2 separate regions of the Ovis aries genome follow, and region 1 is linked to region 2. Evidence: chromatin contacts called from public Hi-C data. All regions are on one chromosome and are shown on one strand. Each heading gives the region's core, a stretch centred on a gene start, on an enhancer-like site or on the middle of the called end of the contact. The rest is flanking DNA. Distances are from core to core; before and after follow the strand shown.

Region 1 (4,207 bases), core at 382-2,881, 210 kb after region 2:
CATTAACTAGTAATACATAGTGAATCATAAACAGAAGATGACTAAAAAGCGGGACTGAGAAAGCAAATAGGAATTTCAAGTTTTTAAAGATCATTCCACAAAATGGCTAATTCATGAATAAACAAGAGTTAACTATACCTCTAATTCTATATAAAGAGGATTCTGGATTCTATTATAATTATCCACTTTGAATTAAAATTATTCACAAGGCAAAAGCTGGATCCTTCCTCCCAATTCAACATACCATACAGAACAGTACCTAGTACAGAAGATGCAAATGCTTGCTTAAATAAAAATCCTACCCTTTACTTTTCATCTCAATAGAATCAGTGTTAGAGCTGTCTTAGCACAACCTCAAATTGTTACTATTAATAAGGAGGATATTAACAAAAACAGAAGTTAGGAAGAAAGGATGATTTTCTTCCATATTACCACCTATGCAAAACAACATACCCCAGAGGATTCTACTGGTTAATTAACCATATAACACAAGGCCAGTTTCAAGGACAAGCAGGAGTGTTACTTGGAATAATGGCATACATAACATGATTAAATCCAATAAACAAAGCTGTTCCAAATCCAGGAAAATTTCCCGCAATACATCCACAAGAGTTGCAGTAGAGATTCCTTTTTGAAACACAACAAAAAGCATAAGACAATCCGAAACAATCTCTTTCATCTTGATCCTTCAAGAACTCAGTGAACTTGGGGAACCGGGTTTGCGTCTCTTTATGTTTTTTCAAATCTCAAATTGAGAGTAACATCCTCATCTTTCGTTCCAAATAAAGCAAACAAGTACAATTAAAAGGACAGCAGCTCTTAACCACTCTTGGTCATGGGATGTTATAAATTCCAAAGAGAGGAACTGCTAAAGTAGAAAAAGGAATCACCTGATACAAATAACGAAACTTCTGCCGGGAAAAGCATTGTTCTACATAAGATAATGTTTGTGCCCAAGCCACTTTTTAGACTGCTTACAGATAAAACTGAAGAGGAGGGATTTCACAGGACTTTTAAAACCACGATTATCCATCAAAAAGTTTTCTTATGCAAATGTCGGAATGTCAATATACTTTCTGGTCTCCCGACTTCCAGGAAGCATTTTTCCATGCTAAGACAAGAACATTTTCAAGTGCAACTCCCCAAGCAGATTCGAACTCCCCTGGATACCACAAATAAGCATGAAAACAGCCTTTATACCACAAAAAAGTACAAAGGTAGTTTGCAAAGGTGTGATTAGTTCTGCTTGTTGGAGCGATTAGAGCAAGCAGTGAATAGAAGGTGCCCTGAAACCGAGCACACTGAACCACGGCCGCGGCATCTCCAAGATGCAATGATAAAAGCATCCTGCCCCCTCCTCATACTCCCCAGAAAGTGGCCTATTCCAGGAAGCCCGCTGACCGCAGGAAAAGAGTCCGGCCGGCCTCACCTTATAGACGTCCCCGTAGGTGCCGCTGCCGACCCTCTGAACGAGCTCGTAGTCCTGCTGCGGGTTCCGCCTCAGGATGTCGGCCCCAGGCCGCAGAGGGGCCTCCATCTTCACTCAGGGCCCGGCCCCCGCCGGCTCTGCCCGCGGCGCCCCGATTCCCGCTAACGAGGACGAGCGGCGCCGCTTCCCAACATGGAGCCTCTGCCCGCAACTCCGCCTGCACGAGGGACAAGCAGAGGCTACAATCCCGAGCGGCCCAGCCCCTTCCCTTCCGCCCGTCCGGGGACCGCGGACCAGCCGGCCTGGAATTGTCCCTGGCGCCCCGCCGCCGCGTTCCGGCCGCGGCCCTTCCCCCTCCCAGGCCGCCCGCGAACTGCCGGACCGGGTCTGCCCGCCCGCGGGCGCTCGGGGTCGGCAGGATACCTCAGGGGGGCGGCCCCGCTCTTTGTTGAGCGCCGCGCCCGGGACCTACTTCCTCGCCCGCGCCTGCGTCCTGCTTCCCGGCTCCCGCCGGCCGCTCCAGGTCCCGCGCCGCCACCGCCGTCGCCTCCCGCAGCACCGCACGTCCTCTCGCGGGCGGCCGAGGCGCGTACCGTCGCCGCCGCCGCCGCCGCACCACGTTCCCCACCCGGGGCTGCGTCACCGGGAGACACGTTCCCGGCCAGCGTGGGTCGGGCGCCCAGAGGCCCGCCCGAGCGCGCCGGCCGCGGGGCCAGAGTGCCGCCCTGAGGCCTGCTCGGGACACGACACTCTCCCGGCCGGGCCGCCGCGCCCCCTCGCCCGGCGCGTCCCTCCGGGCCGGGCTCTGCTCCCCACCCGCGGGTGTTAGGGACGCCCCCGGTGCATTCGTGGGCGGACGCGCCTCGGCTAAACCGCCCCCTGCTTTGTCAGGTAAACTTGGAGAGTGACGGGTAGCGGGAGAAGGGTGGGCACGAGGGAGACGGGAACGCGGCCCCCGCCCAGTTCAGAGAAGGTACGTTGAGGGCACTGGGCCAGGAGTCAGCTGGCAGTGGGGCGCCAGGAAAGGAGGTGGGAAGTGCCAGGTTAACTAAATCGCGGCACACCCTACTGCACCGTCCTGTTTTGCAAATCATTCCCAGTGGTACCAGTTTGAGGCTTCCCTACACACCTGCGCAACCTGTCTTCTGTGAGTTTTCCCGAGACATTTCTGAAAGTCTGAATTCCTAGGAAGTCTCAGTGGCCAGTATCCCAGTTGGGCACACGCGGTGTCTCAATGCGGATATTGCTCCTTTATTTGAGTCAGGAGCTTTGCAGAAGCTGAGACAGAATTAGGGACCACAACCTGGTTCTGGTTCTACCGCTTCCTCAGTATGTGACCCGGGACAAGAAAGACGTCGGATTTGGCAATATCTCCCTGTCTGCAGCTTGAAGAGGATAGGGTTTTGCCTCTGACACCCAAGAGAGTGTTTATAAAGCATCTTACAGGATTATAAAGAGGGTTATCAAAATATGAGGTTTAAAAATATTTCACAATGTACAAAATATGGAACAGGAGTTTAGGGAAGTAATTTGGCTGGTATTTCGCAGGCTGTTTGCGGTTTCAGTTCTGGTCTTGTTCTGAAGGTAGAAATAACCTTACCAGTTTGTATACTGGCAAAGTTATTTCTAGAGCCCCGTGAAGGTTTGAACAAAAAAGCCAGTTTAACAGTTGGCCAATGCATTTGAAAAATCACAAAAGTGCAAGTTGTGGATGTTGCCTTGTGGCTTTGAATATCCAATTCAATTCCATTCTTGGCAGTGTACTCCTTGTTGGTCATTGTAATCAATTGCATAATGTAGAAATTCAATTCACACCTTAACAGGACAGGGAAGATATGTATTTTCTTGTGCTCTCTGCACAAAGGGCACTTATTTAGGGAACATAAGTAAGCTCAGACTTACATGTTCTATGGACAAAGCCTATGTGTTTGCTGCATTGAAAAAATTGTTGAAGAACAGTTCCTTCTTTCAAAGCTTCTTGGCACTTGTTTTGGTGGGCAAATACTTTTGGCTTCAATGACTTAAAATCTTTTCAAATGTTCTATTGGTATCCTAGTACTTATTTACTGTCATAGATTCTTATTTTTCCCTTTGACCCTATAAGCATTAATCCTTTTTCTAGTCTATAATTTATTAATACTTGCATTACTCCTCAGAGAATTTGAGGCAGAATACAGAAAATGCATTCTATAACATAAGATAAAAATGAGGAAATAGGTATGATGTTAAAGAAAGGAAGAATGGGATACCAGAACAATACAACAAATTGGCCGAAGCAGAAAGTTTTATAGTGTTTTTGAGATCATAATAAACCAGTTGATCAAGAGAGAGGTGCATCTTTTCCTGTTACTAAGAGTTTAAGAAAACTTATCTCATGGGCCTTCCTAAAGTGGAAACTCTGAATTCCCTCTTTGAAACAAATATCTTTCTGACAATCTTTTAGGCATGTTATTCTTGAAACACAGTGTTTGATATGAATGAGGCAATAAAAAGTTTGAGGTCATAGGCTTCATCAAGACCCTGAAGTGCCATACTTTATGTTGCCAGTAATGGCAGAGACATACGCTTTGACCATCAACCCAGAGCTGGATAGTATGGAAAAAGTCAAGATTCTATGTGGTGATTCAGAAATGTCTGCCATAATCATTACTTTACTCATAATACAACCATTCCAAGGAAAAAACATCTGCTTTATACTAACTTCAAGAGAATTTAAAAAATTTTAAATACTAGTTAATTTTATCAAGGTCAGTGAAGTCATAGCTTGTGTGTTAAATA
Region 2 (4,879 bases), core at 450-2,949:
CCACCTGGGAAGCTCCTAAATAACAAATGAGTATGCATAAATGAAAAGATATGCCAAGTTCATGGATGGGAAAACTCAAAATTATAAAGAAGCAATTCTCCTCCAAATCTATCTACCTAATATAATTTCAATTTTCAAAATAATCTTTTAAGATACTAAATGTTATATAGAATAAAGTCTGTAAGTAGTGAAGCAATTAAAAAAAAACGAGTGCATGGAAAACTGATGAAAATCTGAACAAGGTCTATGGATTGTGCTAATATCCTTTTCCTTGTTTTGACAGTTATTACAGTTAGGTAAGATGTTGGAGCAAATTGGGTGAAAAAGGGTACATGAGAGCTCTCTGGTCTGGGTTTTTGTGGGTTTTCTTTGGGAAGGGGGACTTCCTATGGATCTTTAATCATTTCAAAATTAAAAAAGTATAAACAAAACCTTCACTAACCTTACTTTTCTTCCCTTAAGAAAAGGTTCCCAAAAGAACACGATGAATCACAAATCCTATTCCACACTAATTCCCCTCCAACCCACTAATACACAGCAGCCAGAATCAACTTTTGAAACATCAACATTTAATCACGTCTTTAAAAGTCTCCCAGAGCCCTTAGAATAAAATTCCACGTGCAGTTAAAGCAAAACCTCTGCTGTGATGTAACCCCTCTCCGGTGTCTTTCCACACCATCCTCTGTTCCGCCAAGCTCCACTCACACTCATGTTGCCCACATGCTAGTTCCCGAAAAAGAGCCAAGAGCTTTCCAGCTTTGAAACCTTCGCATAAACCGCTCCCCATACAGAGAGCAGGTAAAAAACAGTAATTTCATACGTGATCTCCACATTTCAAATCACAGGACGCTGAATTCTGCAGGGTTTGATTAGCAGCTGAGCTGCTTCTCATACGGACAACTCTATGCAGCCGTGTGTGTGCCAGGGAACGGAATGATTTAAGACCGGTTTCAGATGTTCCAAGTAACATCAGGAAGACCAGCGAACAAACAGCACGTTTAATTGCTTACAGTGTGTGAGGTCCTTTTAATCCTCAAAACGACCACTTGCGCGAGAGACTAGGTTCCGATTCACAACTGAGCCTTAAAGGAGCTTAAGCAACCCGCCCAGGGTTGAATGGGAAGCGGTGGAGTTGTATTCAAAGCCAGGACTGTTCTTGACCTCTACTCGACACTGCCTTTCTTATTCTTCTCCTCTCGCCCACAAGCCTACGAGTGATCCAGCCAGATAGCTCCTGGGATCTGAGGCTGGAGCCCGGGCTTCACAGGATCCCGACCTTCTCTCTCGCCGAGGACAGCGAAGAAGAGCAGAGGCAGAGGTCCAGCACTAGGCACCTCCAAGAGAGGCAGCGCAGACCGCGGGGGGCGGGCCAGCGGGTACTCACCTGGTGCTGGCTCTGCGGCCACCCTGGCACAACAGCCGGGATTTCCCCGACGCGGGTGTGCGCGCCGCGGAGAAGCCCCCGGGGAAAATCCCGCGGGCCCGTCCGCAGACACTGCCCAGGTAACGCAGCGCGGGTCCCATCGTCTGGGCCCCTTTCCCTGCCTCAAGCTCTAGAAGCCAGCCCTTGAGACCTGCAATGCCCGCGTCCCAGCGCCCTCTAGCCCCGCCCCCCAGGCAGAGGCCAATGAAGGGCGCACCTTCGCCCCACGTGGGCGCAGCCGCCAGTGGCCAATGGACGCGCGCGGCGGAGGGCGAAGGGCAGGCCTGCGCCGCCGTAGACGCTGGGGACGCCAGCTTGCTCCTTCCTTTTGCCGCCGTGAGTAGAGGAGCTAGGCCCCGAGAGGGGCGGGACTAGTGGTGGTCACCCTCTCCCCTTTCCCTTCTCCCATCTCTGGGCTAACTGAAAATCTGGCCCGCCGAGTCAGGCGTCCTCGACCTGCACAGCCCAGCGGACTTGGCGCCGCAGGACAAAGTCTGGGGATGATGATGGTGAAAATTCTCGTTAGGGCAGGCCCAGAGGCCCTCCTTTCCTCCAGCTAGGCCCCGCCCCCTCGACCCCTCCCCGCGTCCCTCGTGGCTCCGCCCTCTCAACCTCGCCTCTTCCTAGCCCCGCCCCACGTCCCTAGCGGCTTCTTGCGGAGAACCTCTGTCTCCAATGAGTCTCCTACAGAGCGGAGTGCTCACTAAAGGGCACAGTCCAGCCCCAACCTTCTCCAGACCGAGGCTCTGTCATGGCGACGCCTGATAGTCTGCTGTTTTCTGGCCATCCATATATGTGGCTCCTGACATGTCATTCATTATTGGTCTTGTAAATATTGAGCGCATAAATGAAACAGACTGCTCGGTCTCTGCCGTCATTTAGCGATCTGTTTCCTTTTTTTTTTTTTTTTTTTAATACTGGCCTGGTTTTAAATATGCTTTGCAGGCCTGGAAACAATGATTCACCTGTGCATGTCACTTCACCCCTGTTTAGCTATAAAATGAGGGAAGCAGGCTCTGTAGTCTCTGAAAGACCTGTGTCAGATTACGTGATCCTCTAGCTCTGTGCCTAACACCTGTTGTCAGCGTTTGATGGAAGGCTTTGTTTTTTGTTTTTTGTTTTTTAATTTTTAGGGTCAGGACAGCTGAGCAAAACAAAAATAGAACGATGTAACTTTATTACTGTATTTGGATTTAGTGGTAAAGAATATGCTTCCAGTGCCAATGCAGGAGGCGCAGGTTCAGTCCCTGGGTCCGGAAGATCCCCTGGAGTAGGAAATGGCAACCCACTCCAGGATTTTTGCCTGGAAAACTCTGTGGACAGAGGAGCCTGGCGACCTGCAGTCCATGGGGTGGCAAAGAGCCGGACACCACTGATCACCCCATGGGCACTGACTTTATTGCTGGGAAAACTTACTTGCCTGTCTGAATTTGGCTCCAGTTATTAGTCACATAGCTTGGGAAAGTGGAGTCACCCCTTTCCCTCAGCCCCTCCTGTGTGAACTATGAGTGATGTAGGGTCCCCCTCATAGGACTTTTTATGAGCAAGATAAGGCTCATCAGATGTTTAGCACAGTAAAATGCTCAATAAAATGATGGTTTTTATTATGTTTATATGGTTTTTATCACTTGGATAGTTATGCATATTTTCTTTGTGAAAATAATGTGGAATGTTGCCTGCTTGTTCATCACAAATGAAAAATAAGATATTCATTTTTAGTTTTTAATTTTTTATTAGAAAATTTCTTAATTTGAATTTTGAGTTAATTGTAGATTTCCATGCAGTTGTAAGAAACAGTAGAGATCCTGTGTACCCTTTACACAGTCTTCTCAAATAGTAACATCTTGTAAAAGTTTGATACAACAGCATAACCAGGAACAGCCCATGGATCTTATTCAGATAGCCTGTTTTGCATTTGTGTTTGTGTTTAGTCCTGTACAGATTTTATCACACCTGTATAGATTCTCCTTCTTCTTATTATTATTAGTATTATTTTTGGTCATGCAATGGGGCTTATGGAATCTTAGTTCTCTGACTATGGATGGAACTCTGAACCCTGGCAGTGAGAGTGTCCCAACCACTGGACCGCCAGGGACCTCCCCATGTGTAGAATGTTGTAGGCAAGCTACAACACAGATCCATCACCACCAAGATCCCTCCAGCAAGGCACCCTCTTACCCATTCTGTTCTCACTTTCTAAAATTTTGACATGTCAAGAATGTTACATAAACAAAATTATATAGTATGTAACTTTTTGGAATTGACTTTTTCACTTAGCATTATCCCATGAGAGCCATCCAAATTGTTGCATGTATTGATAGTTCATTCTGTCTTATTGCCGTGAAGTATTTCATGGTATGAATGTACTACAACATGCTTAACCATTCACCCTTTGGAGGATAACTGAGTTACTTCTAGTTTTTTGACTATTTCGAATAAAGCTGCTATGAAACTTAGTGTACAGCTTTTTGTGTGAGCCTGTTTTTGTTTCTCTGGGATAAATGCCCAAGAGTCCAATTGCTGGATCATCTGATAAGCACATGTTTAGCTTTGTAAGTGCCAAACTCCTTTCCAAAGTGGCTGTACCATTTTACATTCCCACCAGCAATGTTGAGTGATCGAGTTCCTCTTCAGTGTCGCCACCTTTTGGTACTATCACTATTTTTTATTTTAACCATTGCACAGGATTGTAGTTGATTTATTACTAGGTTGAGTATAGAATTATACAATCTAGGGTCTGTGGTCAGGCTTTCATGAGTCAGTCCATAGTAGTAACTGTTTTACTCTTCTGTGATTTTGAGCCTGTACTTCCTAGTTTAGCAAAGTGAAAGAACTCAAAATACACATGTACTTTTTATAAAATTTTCTCTGCTTAGCTTCTCGCCTAGTCTTGACTGTACATTAATTTGTTTCCTCTCGATTATCTCAAATCAAGAGCTCACCTTACATTCATTGACCCTGTAATGTCTTTGGCTAAAGACATTTGTTTTCTGGCCACCACACCCTCCTGAAGCTAAGAATTCATGTTCACCTTCCATCTAGGTCAGAACCTATAAGAAGTTAGTTCAGTGAGTGTCAAGTGATACTGGCCTAGGGTGACTTTGGGGACCTTTGCTTCTATTCCTAAGGAAGTGCTCTGTCACTCTATTTCACTAGACTCTAGATACATCAGGAATAAGAACTGGCATCAGTAATGGATGATTCCAGTGAAGTGGGGTTATAATCTGGGGGGGAAACTCCCCAGTTCTGATACCACCTCACCCTTCTCTCCACACTTTCACTGCCCTCAAGAACAGGTTGGCTAGTTTAGTCTTTTTGACCCCTAAATTAGCCATCACTTTGAATAGGCCACCTAAGTAATTATGTTTAATATATAAAAAGAGAACCTGCACTTTTTAAAAGAAACTTGTTTTTATGCAAATTGGAGAACTCTCCATCTCCTATTTTGAGGCACAC

What was found. Hi-C and Micro-C count contacts between places; a contact is called where the count stands out from the background.
Region 1: a Hi-C map of tail adipose tissue shows a contact between it and region 2, with 6 times the contacts expected there. The contact joins the promoter of MAP4K5 here to the promoter of DMAC2L in region 2. A contact is called at or near these places in 14 of 16 Hi-C or Micro-C datasets (blood, hypothalamus, liver and 7 more).

The regions. Positions count from the first base shown.
Region 1 is chr7:41,662,462-41,666,668 of ARS-UI_Ramb_v3.0, forward strand. MAP4K5 (mitogen-activated protein kinase kinase kinase kinase 5) reads right to left here and starts at 1,632. Exons shown (of 32, transcript XM_027971724.3): 1 at 1,430-1,632. The coding sequence starts at 1,537. LOC121820086 (collagen alpha-1(I) chain-like) reads right to left here. Exons shown (of 5, transcript XM_042253122.2): 2 at 2,733-2,868; 3 at 2,559-2,613; 4 at 1,853-2,308; 5 at 1,537-1,646. The coding sequence ends at 1,544.
Region 2 is chr7:41,454,750-41,459,628 of ARS-UI_Ramb_v3.0, forward strand. DMAC2L (distal membrane arm assembly component 2 like) reads left to right here and starts at 1,700. Exons shown (of 5, transcript XM_004010512.6): 1 at 1,700-1,759. It overlaps L2HGDH (L-2-hydroxyglutarate dehydrogenase), which reads right to left and starts at 1,602. Exons shown (of 9, transcript XM_042252308.1): 1 at 1,385-1,602. The coding sequence starts at 1,524.